Linked DNA regions of Danio rerio: region 1 is linked to region 2. A link is a contact called in public Hi-C data. All regions are on one chromosome and are shown on one strand. The core of a region is the stretch at or near the end of the contact, and the rest is flanking DNA. Distances in the headings are between cores, read along the strand shown.

Evidence for each region. A called contact is a pair of places that touch in the nucleus more often than the background predicts.
Region 1: a contact with region 2 is called in a Hi-C map of an unstated tissue, with 4 times the contacts expected there. The contact joins the promoter of ints6l here to the promoter of gpc4 in region 2. A contact is called at or near these places in 1 of 18 Hi-C or Micro-C datasets (an unstated tissue) and 1 of 4 datasets of contacts at active chromatin or transcription factors (embryo).

Annotation. Positions count from the first base shown.
Region 1 is chr14:36,073,698-36,077,924 of GRCz12tu, reverse strand. ints6l (integrator complex subunit 6 like) reads right to left here and starts at 1,576. Exons shown (of 18, transcript NM_200434.2): 1 at 1,287-1,576; 2 at 1,093-1,170. The coding sequence starts at 1,397.
Region 2 is chr14:35,657,799-35,661,982 of GRCz12tu, reverse strand. gpc4 (glypican 4) reads left to right here and starts at 2,414. Exons shown (of 9, transcript NM_131860.2): 1 at 2,414-2,656. The coding sequence starts at 2,503.

The DNA.
Region 1 (4,227 bases), core at 327-2,826, 420 kb before region 2:
AAAACTTGCATGACGCCCCTGAACATATTATGTGCAAGTCTAGTCGTGCCCTAGTGTCTCAGAATGATCAAGTGAACCATTCAGCAAGAATGACTATAAGATATCTGCTCATGACATTCCCTTAGTGTTGTAAATAAAGAGATGTGTTTGCATACTATTCTTACAGATGTCTGACTGTTTACCACACCATCAGGTCATAAATACTCCTGTAGCTGTAATTCTTACTCATAAAGTTTGAAAACAACTTTTTTGTGTATATGAAAAAAGCAAATTACCCCCATCACTGAATTATGCTGCATGGTATATGCACTAGATCTATTGTATTTGTATTAGAAGCAGTTTTATCTCAGCTTGTATCGTTCCAGATTACATGTTTGAGCAAAATGTGTCACTTTCATATATATCTGTTAATGCCTAATATGTAAATGATGACTGAACAACGAGCAATCAGGCATCTAATGTTCTGACAATCTAATATCTGAGTAAAATGAAAGACTCAGTGAGCTAATCTGCACACACTCAATCAGCTTTCACCTGTTAGGTGTTTGGAAAGTACTGTATGAATGGGAGGGAGGTGAATGTACTGTGAGTGGAGAGGGAAGGAAGTTGATGCTTGCTTTCAAGGGCAACTCACAAGCGCCCCTCTCTCGTAAAGAGCAAAGCAACCCTGCAAAGCATCTCCTCATTTGCTTATTGATAGCTTTTGCACAAATCAAATCGCGCTGATTCGTTCTGGCTACAGTGGCCAATGAGAATGCAAGAGGAGGGCACGAGATAGAGGGCAGGCTGCTCGTCCAATCCGGGCCGAGTTGGCCCGCGCACGCGTCACGCGCTACGTCATGGTGGATAATAAATCTCTCCGCCTCCATCTCAGCGCTCGAGAGCTTTCCCAACACAAAAGCAAAATGTCCGCCATGTTCAGAGGCTGCGCTGCTCCGGGTCTGCGGATATTTTAACAAAAATTAGCCGTTTTCGCCACCGGGAGGCCGCCTGACCCGATGCTACGAACCAGAGGGACAGTAGAGTCTCACTGTCAGAAAAAATATCTCCGCTTTAACCACATATAAACACAATTTAGTAGTATTCATTTACCTTTACGCCGTATGGTGGATCATCGAATGTAACTAGCATGTACCTGTCGCCTCTACTAGCCGGGTCTCGGGCACGCAGCTGTTAAAGAAAACGAAACAATACACATTCATTTCATCTGATCCTGTCATAGGGATCCTTAACTCCAACAAGGTACAACAGTAAGCTGAAAAAGTCGGGGTAAAATTATGCTTTACCTTCATAAAGATCTCAACCGCGCCTTTAGCAATGTCCAGATACGTCGTACCCAAATAAGTGCGCTGATTCATAGAAGCGGACGTGTCTATCAGGAAAAGTAAAATAGGCATTTTTAAAATGTATAGATATACGTCTAGATGTTGTCTAAAATAGCTACAATCGGCATATGACCTATCTCGCGGCCCTGGGCATGCATATATGTGTGTATATATTTTGTTATAATCAGACCCCCCCAAAAGAGGGTCGTACTGCCACCCTTTGCAGCCGCCTGATTCTCTATCTGTCTTTTCTGAGCAGTGCTGGGCTCGCGCTGTTAGAGAACTTCTCTTCCGAACAGACCGAAACGCCTTCGCCCCGCCGCTGCCCTGCCATTGGCTGAGCCGAGCCGCGAAGCCACGCCTTCTCTGTATAAAAATGCAATGAGGTCGTGGAATGCCTCTTCAGATCTCCGTGCTCGCGTGGAGGGAGCATGTTGGTCTTGTGTGTGATTGTTGGACGCATTGTTTTTGGCCTTTAAAGGCTACATCTGTCCGTCGGTTGTGCGTTAGAATGATTTAACAAGTTCACTTAAAGCCAACAATGTCATTTTTGTCTCGTGGAAAGCTAGGGCGACTCCTCCTTGTCTGATCTCGTCTAGCTGTAGTTGTCTTGGTGGGGGTGGGGGAGTAGCTTGGGCTCTGTGTGATTTTTATAATAATTGTGCCTCCCCCTGACCATCGGAGAAATCCATCCTCGCCCGCCTTCCCCTCCTCTTGTTTATCTCCTTTGAGAGAGTGTAGGCAAGCGCCATGTTAACACACCAAACCGCTCGAGACAGACGCGGGAGGAAAAGCAGTGTTGTCAGGCTCTGGCTCCTCCTAAACCGCCTTGCTGCACACATGCCCTTTGAATTGGTGAATGTCAGAAAGGGACGTACCTACTTGGCAATCCTGCAAACTGAACGCACTTCAAAAATGTGCAGGCATGTGCGGTGTACGCCAAGTTGATATATTTACTCTGCGTGAAGCAGGCTAGCGTGTATAGCTAACACTACAGTGTATTTTTATCTCCGCAGGGAATAGTCTGCGAACAAGTGCCGATGATACAGTACCCTTTATTATGCTCATTCAGCCGCATTTTTACATAACTACAACTCAACAGCCTGCTCAGATGATCGAGGCAGCGTGAGAAACGTGAACTATCCCTAAAATAAGATCACGATATGTTAGAGCTAGCTTGTTCATCTGTATTTTGAGCCACGCGCTGTTTCTTTCTTCCTTTTTGTTATAACGTTAGACGTTGATCGACAAATCGATCAATACGTTTAGCTCACGGGTGAACGGTATGTATTTTGTGAGGGATTTAATATGTCGATTTGTGTTTATTTTAATTTTTCTGAGATATTTTATTGTAATGCAAAATTTCAGCGTGCAAATTTGTGCTCGCGGTCACTGATGTTTTGGTTATGGGTTGAGCCCTAAGAAGGCGGTGGTGGATATAGTTCACTTGTCTGAATGAACATTCATTTTAAAAGGGGCGTGCGTTTTTTAGCTTTACTTAATAAACTAAACAGACGTCTCCATGTCCTGTTTTCATAAGTCAAGCTCGGTTCACTGGTTTTTCAAAAGAATAAAAAAACGCTTAAGAGGATGAAACTGAATAACTTAGCTGGTGGTTTCCTGTGTTTTAATTTACTAACGTCGACAGGAAAATGTTTCGTTTGAGGTTTGCTGTCAAATCTTAAAGGGACAGTTCACACTAAGTACAATTGTCTTACAAAGGGGCTCTTCACACTATACTTAAAGTCAGGTAAAATTCCCAAAAGTGAGTGCTGACTAACAGGTTAACCCTGGGCTACTACAATCCTAAACACTACTTTTTTAGCCCAAGATAAATACATAATTCACATTTAACTGCATGTTACAGGTTATAAGTAGGCCCACATGGAATCTGCATGCGTAGAATTCCGCAGATTTTTAGCCCATCATTGATTCTGTTTATTTACTTGTGTAAATGTGTACACATTTATATTTATTCAGTTTTTAAATAATTTCAGTAATATTAACTAATATGAAAATGTTTATATGGTTTATTTACAATACTGTTTGTAAAGTAATATTTTCTGTCTTTTAGTTGATACATTACATGAGATGCTTGCTTTGTTTACCAAATAAAGTGGATCTAATTGGATTAGCATTTTAGACATTAAATACAAGTTAAAAGGGTATTACTTTTTATTTCATATGTAAAGTTTTAGTTATGATACTCCCAAAATCATTCCGCATAAATCAGCAGATTTTTAACAAAATTCTGCGCGGAAAAAGCAAAGATTCCCTCTGGCCATAGTTATGTGACACTTTTCTTAGAGTTAAGGTCCATACCTTACTGTGTAATCACAGCTTTTAAAGTGCTCAATTGAGCATGTGTGCACTTGGTCAAGTTGGCACCCAATGGACCCGTTCTGTTTGAGCATTAACCTTGCACCTGCGCTTTTGTATGCTGACCATACGCCTGGAAAGAAACTGGGCTATGCATGACAGTGCACAGATGTTCACATGCTTCTGCCGACAAAATTGTATCACAAATACAGTCTACAGAATGAGGATTAATGAAGTATTTTGACATTTAGCACTATTTGTATGGCACTAACATCACATTTTAGTGCCAAACATGTGCAGTGAAAATGTGAGATGCTCAAAAGCCATCGCTCACATTTCTTAATTTTATTCCCTGCATTATCAGGGGTTGCAAACACCCAGCCACTTTTCCATTTAATTAATGTACATGTCATGTCTTTGGACTGTGAACGAGAGCCCCCCACAGAACTTTACCCTGAAAAGCTTCCTGGCCCTGCCCATTGAGCAACCATGCTGAAATGTCCATTCAGGAAAAAAAAACTTGATAGTAATTAATTTGCAATTTAGGGTAAAGCTTTTATGTAAACAGACTGCTTGTTGCAGT
Region 2 (4,184 bases), core at 1,165-3,664:
GAGCTGGGAATCAGATCTCAATCATGTTTTCACAGACGAGGAATGGTCCAAGGCTCTGTCTCGTGTACAAACCTCTTCTATTTGTGCTCGTCATTCCCTTATACAATTCAAATTATTGCATAGAGTATATTGGACTAAGGCAAAAATATCTAAAATTAACCCTGGTTTTGATCCAATCTGTGATCGGTGTCGACAAGCTCCAGCAACTCTTCTTCATACTTTCTGGCTTTGTCCAGCGCTAAGCACTTTTTGGGCATCAATTTTTAAATCAATTTCTGAATGCTTTCTTTTAGATATTGAGCCATGCCCCCTAGTAGCATTATTTGGACTTAACCCTACAAATGTTTCTTTGTCATCTACACAATCAAATGCACTTGCTTTTTGTTTAATAATTGCTAAAAGGCTTATAACACTAAACTGGAAAAATCCTTCCCCACCCAGTTACATACATTGGATGCATGATCTGATGCAGTCTATGCAAATAGAAAAGATTAGATATACAGTTTGCGGTGATACTGAAAAATTTGACACTATCTGGCAACCATTCCTCTTACACTTTAAAAATAAAAATAATAAATAAATAAACATGTATATATGTATGTGTATTTGTATGCAAGTATATAGCTGACTTATCTTCCCTACCCCTGGCTTGGTTATGAGTGGAGAGTGTGTTTTTTTTATTTATTTATTTTATTTTTTGTTTTTATATATATATTTTATTATTATTTTATTTTCTACTGCTGTACCCTTTGAGTATTTGTATTTATATATTCTCGGCACTGTTGTTGTTGTTGTTGTTGTTTTTTGTTTTGTTTTTTTCCTTAATGCATGAATATGTAACTATATTTTATTCAGAGAGAAAGAAAACGTGAGCAAAATTGTATTCTACCACCACATTGGATCAGTTGATGTCTAATGATTCTGTGTATCTGATGCTGTGGCTCTCTGACTAACATATTTCAATAAAAACAGAGTTAAAAAAAAAAAAAAAAAAAAAAAAAAAAAGAAAGTTAACTTAATCATATAATTCTATTTGTTTAAAGCGTAAATTGTCATTTTATACTGACATGAGATGTGTATTTTGTAAAATGTTTGCAATTAGGGCTAGTTTTTTATTGGATAATTAGAAGCACCACAATTAATTTGTGTTGTTTGAATAGACTACTGAACACAAATGTTGTTTAATTCAAACGTATTATTAACAGTGTTTAGGTAATGCATCGCAAGTAACCTGAGTTGTGTAATTACTTTTCAAGTTAGAGTATGCAGTTATTTTTAAGTAACTGTTAAAATAACATAATGTACAAGAAATAGTCTTTATCTAAGTCAATTTCCAAAATGAGTATTGCCTGGTATTTTTTTTATTCATCTGCTGACAGATGTCCCCATTAAACATAATGATTACTGTTCTAGAATTTCACTTGCACAAAATAATCAGTGTAAAGGTCATTTTTAATAGAACTACTATCTATCTATCTATCTATCTATCTATCTATCTATCTATCTATCTATCTATCTATCTATCTATCTATCTATCTATCTATCTATCTATCTATCTATCTATCTATCTATCTATCTATCTATCTATCATCTATCTATCTGTCTATGTGTCTATCTGTCTGTCTGTCTGCCTCTGTCCTGCCATTCAAATATCCTCTCCCATGGCCTTACGAGATAAGTGTCCGTTGTATAAACACTATAGTGAACAATATAGAAGAAGCCACCCTGATACTTTTTACCGTCAGTTAAATTGGCAAAAGCCCCAGTGAAATGTCACTAGTATATCATCACGTTTCAGGTTTGATTTGTACAGTATGTTCATGAATAGCCTACCGGCAGACTACAGATGTTAATATTGTAGCCTCCTGCGCGCGCCATGCTCCACCCCGTGTGTTTCGCTCTTTGTCCGGAACTCGGCTGCGTGCTCGCGCAGTCCTGACTCTGTGCTGAGATCTCGCCGCGCGCACAAGCGACTCTCGATTCCCACTCTGCGTCCCGACTTCACTTCAGCGCGAGAGGGTGGAAAACTTTCCCAAAACTTCTGATAGCAAATTTTGTCGCTTTTTCTTCTACACAGCGAACTGCTTCGCGGATCTTTTCAAAAGAAGAAACTGCCTTTGAAGTGCCTTGATTTTACAGCATTGAACGTGTGCGCGTGCATAGCACTGGACATAGCGCAGACTTGCTGTTGTTTTTTCTTCTTTTTTTTAAAAAGCAGAAACTAAGAGAATAAAGTCGTGACTTATTTGCTGTTTGTTACTTTTGCTCGCTTTTTATTCGGTATACACTGCGGGATTGTTTCGCTCGTTGTTCTTTTCGGAGGCCCGGTTTTTTATTACTCAAGAAAATCCAGCTCGCGAGACCCGAGCGTCTGAAAGAAGTTAAACACAGAAAGACTCCGCATCCCCATGAGGCAACCAGAAGTGCCAATCGAAGAGATTTCGTGACTGAACCTTTTGTTTTGTATTCATTTTTGGTGCTTCATTACTTAAGCAGTCAGCGATGAAGATGATCGTTGTGTTTACAGTATGTATGTCTGTGGTGGTTTTGGCGTCGGCTCAGGCTGATCAGAAGTCAAAGAACTGCAATGAAGTCAGAACTGCCTACAGTTCCAAAGGTTTCAACGTCAACGATGTTCCCAACAAAGGAGTGCAGGGTGAGTTACACTGATTTTATTTACACGAAATGCGGTACACTTGTTAAGCCTGTCAGATTCGTTTGGTAGGCTCCGTGTACTAAAAAAGCCATGTAAATACACTGTGCGTACAGTTTGGCCTGGCTACATATGTCGCTTTGTATGTCCAGAAAGCAGTGTATAAAGTTTGCAAGGTGCTTATTTCGTGTCCGCACATTTATTTAAACATCTCTATTGAAAATTATTGTGCACTCTTATTGGTCTTCATACTGTCTGCTTTTAGGATTTTATTAGGTCAGGAAGGTGACTAACACACATACTTTAGACATTACATTAGACTTTAAGAGACAGTTCTCAGAGACTGTGTATTATTTTATACCTGTAACGTTACTGCTTTTTTAACTATTCAATGTAAGGTATGTTCTGTAGGCTATAGCCCAATGTTTGCTTTAGTGACTATTTATTTGCATAATATAAAGAAAGAATGTTGGCTGCCATTCTATGCTACACAACTTAATTTTTAGGGGAAAGAATGACCGAAATTTTAAGTGTGAGCTGTCCCTTTAAGTCGCTTTCTCCATACGTTACTACACTTCGGATTGTAAGTGGGGAGTTCTTCATCTTTCAAACGGGATACAGCTCGTGATTACATTTCTATAGTTACAAATGTTTCGCACCCCCAGCTGCTGTCTTTGTTCCAAAGCGTCGTACTTTGTCATTATAAGCGAGAGTCAGTCATCGGACAGTGATTGTCATTCAGGAGCGCTAATGCTCATGTAAATGCAGTGATTTTATCAGGAGCGGCAATGGGGGCGGGGAGCGTAACAAGTTGCAGTTTTAGCTCCTCTTCAATGGGAGAACTAGCCTCAGGACACCGTTTGGATATAATCAGTGTCTTATTTCCCCTCAAGTAAAAGAGAAAGTTTTTTGTTGACCAGCGAAAGGCTTCGTCCAAGGTAGTTCAGGAAACTGAATCTACATTGTAAACATATTTAATGAAACTGACTTGATAACTCGCATGACACAATAAAAGTATGCTTTAAGAAATTTTAAGCACTATCACATGAGCCAGAGTGCTGATTTTGGCATGAGTTCGCAGGAAGTCACAGCTATGCTGATGTTCACTTTAGTAGCTGAAGTGTGCCATATTGCTGTAGTGTACAGCTAATAACAGTTACAACCTGGTCAGTTCACCCATTTGTTAGGGTTCCCATTATAAGGGCCAGGCAGAATCTGCAGACATTTTTTGCTTTTTCTGTGAAGAATTTTGAACAAAAAAAAAAAAAATAATAATAATAATAGCTTTTTAACTTTTTTCATGTTTACAATGCTAATCCATGTAGATCAACTTATTTGCTAAACAATACAGTTTGTAAAGTAATATCTGCTGTCTTTTAGTAGATCTATTATATGATAGACTTTATCATATAATAGATCTACTAAAAGACAGAAGACATTACTTTACAAACTGTATTGTAAATAAATTAAATGAAAATTTTCACATTAGTCAATAATATTACTGAAATAATTAAAAACTGAATTAGTATAA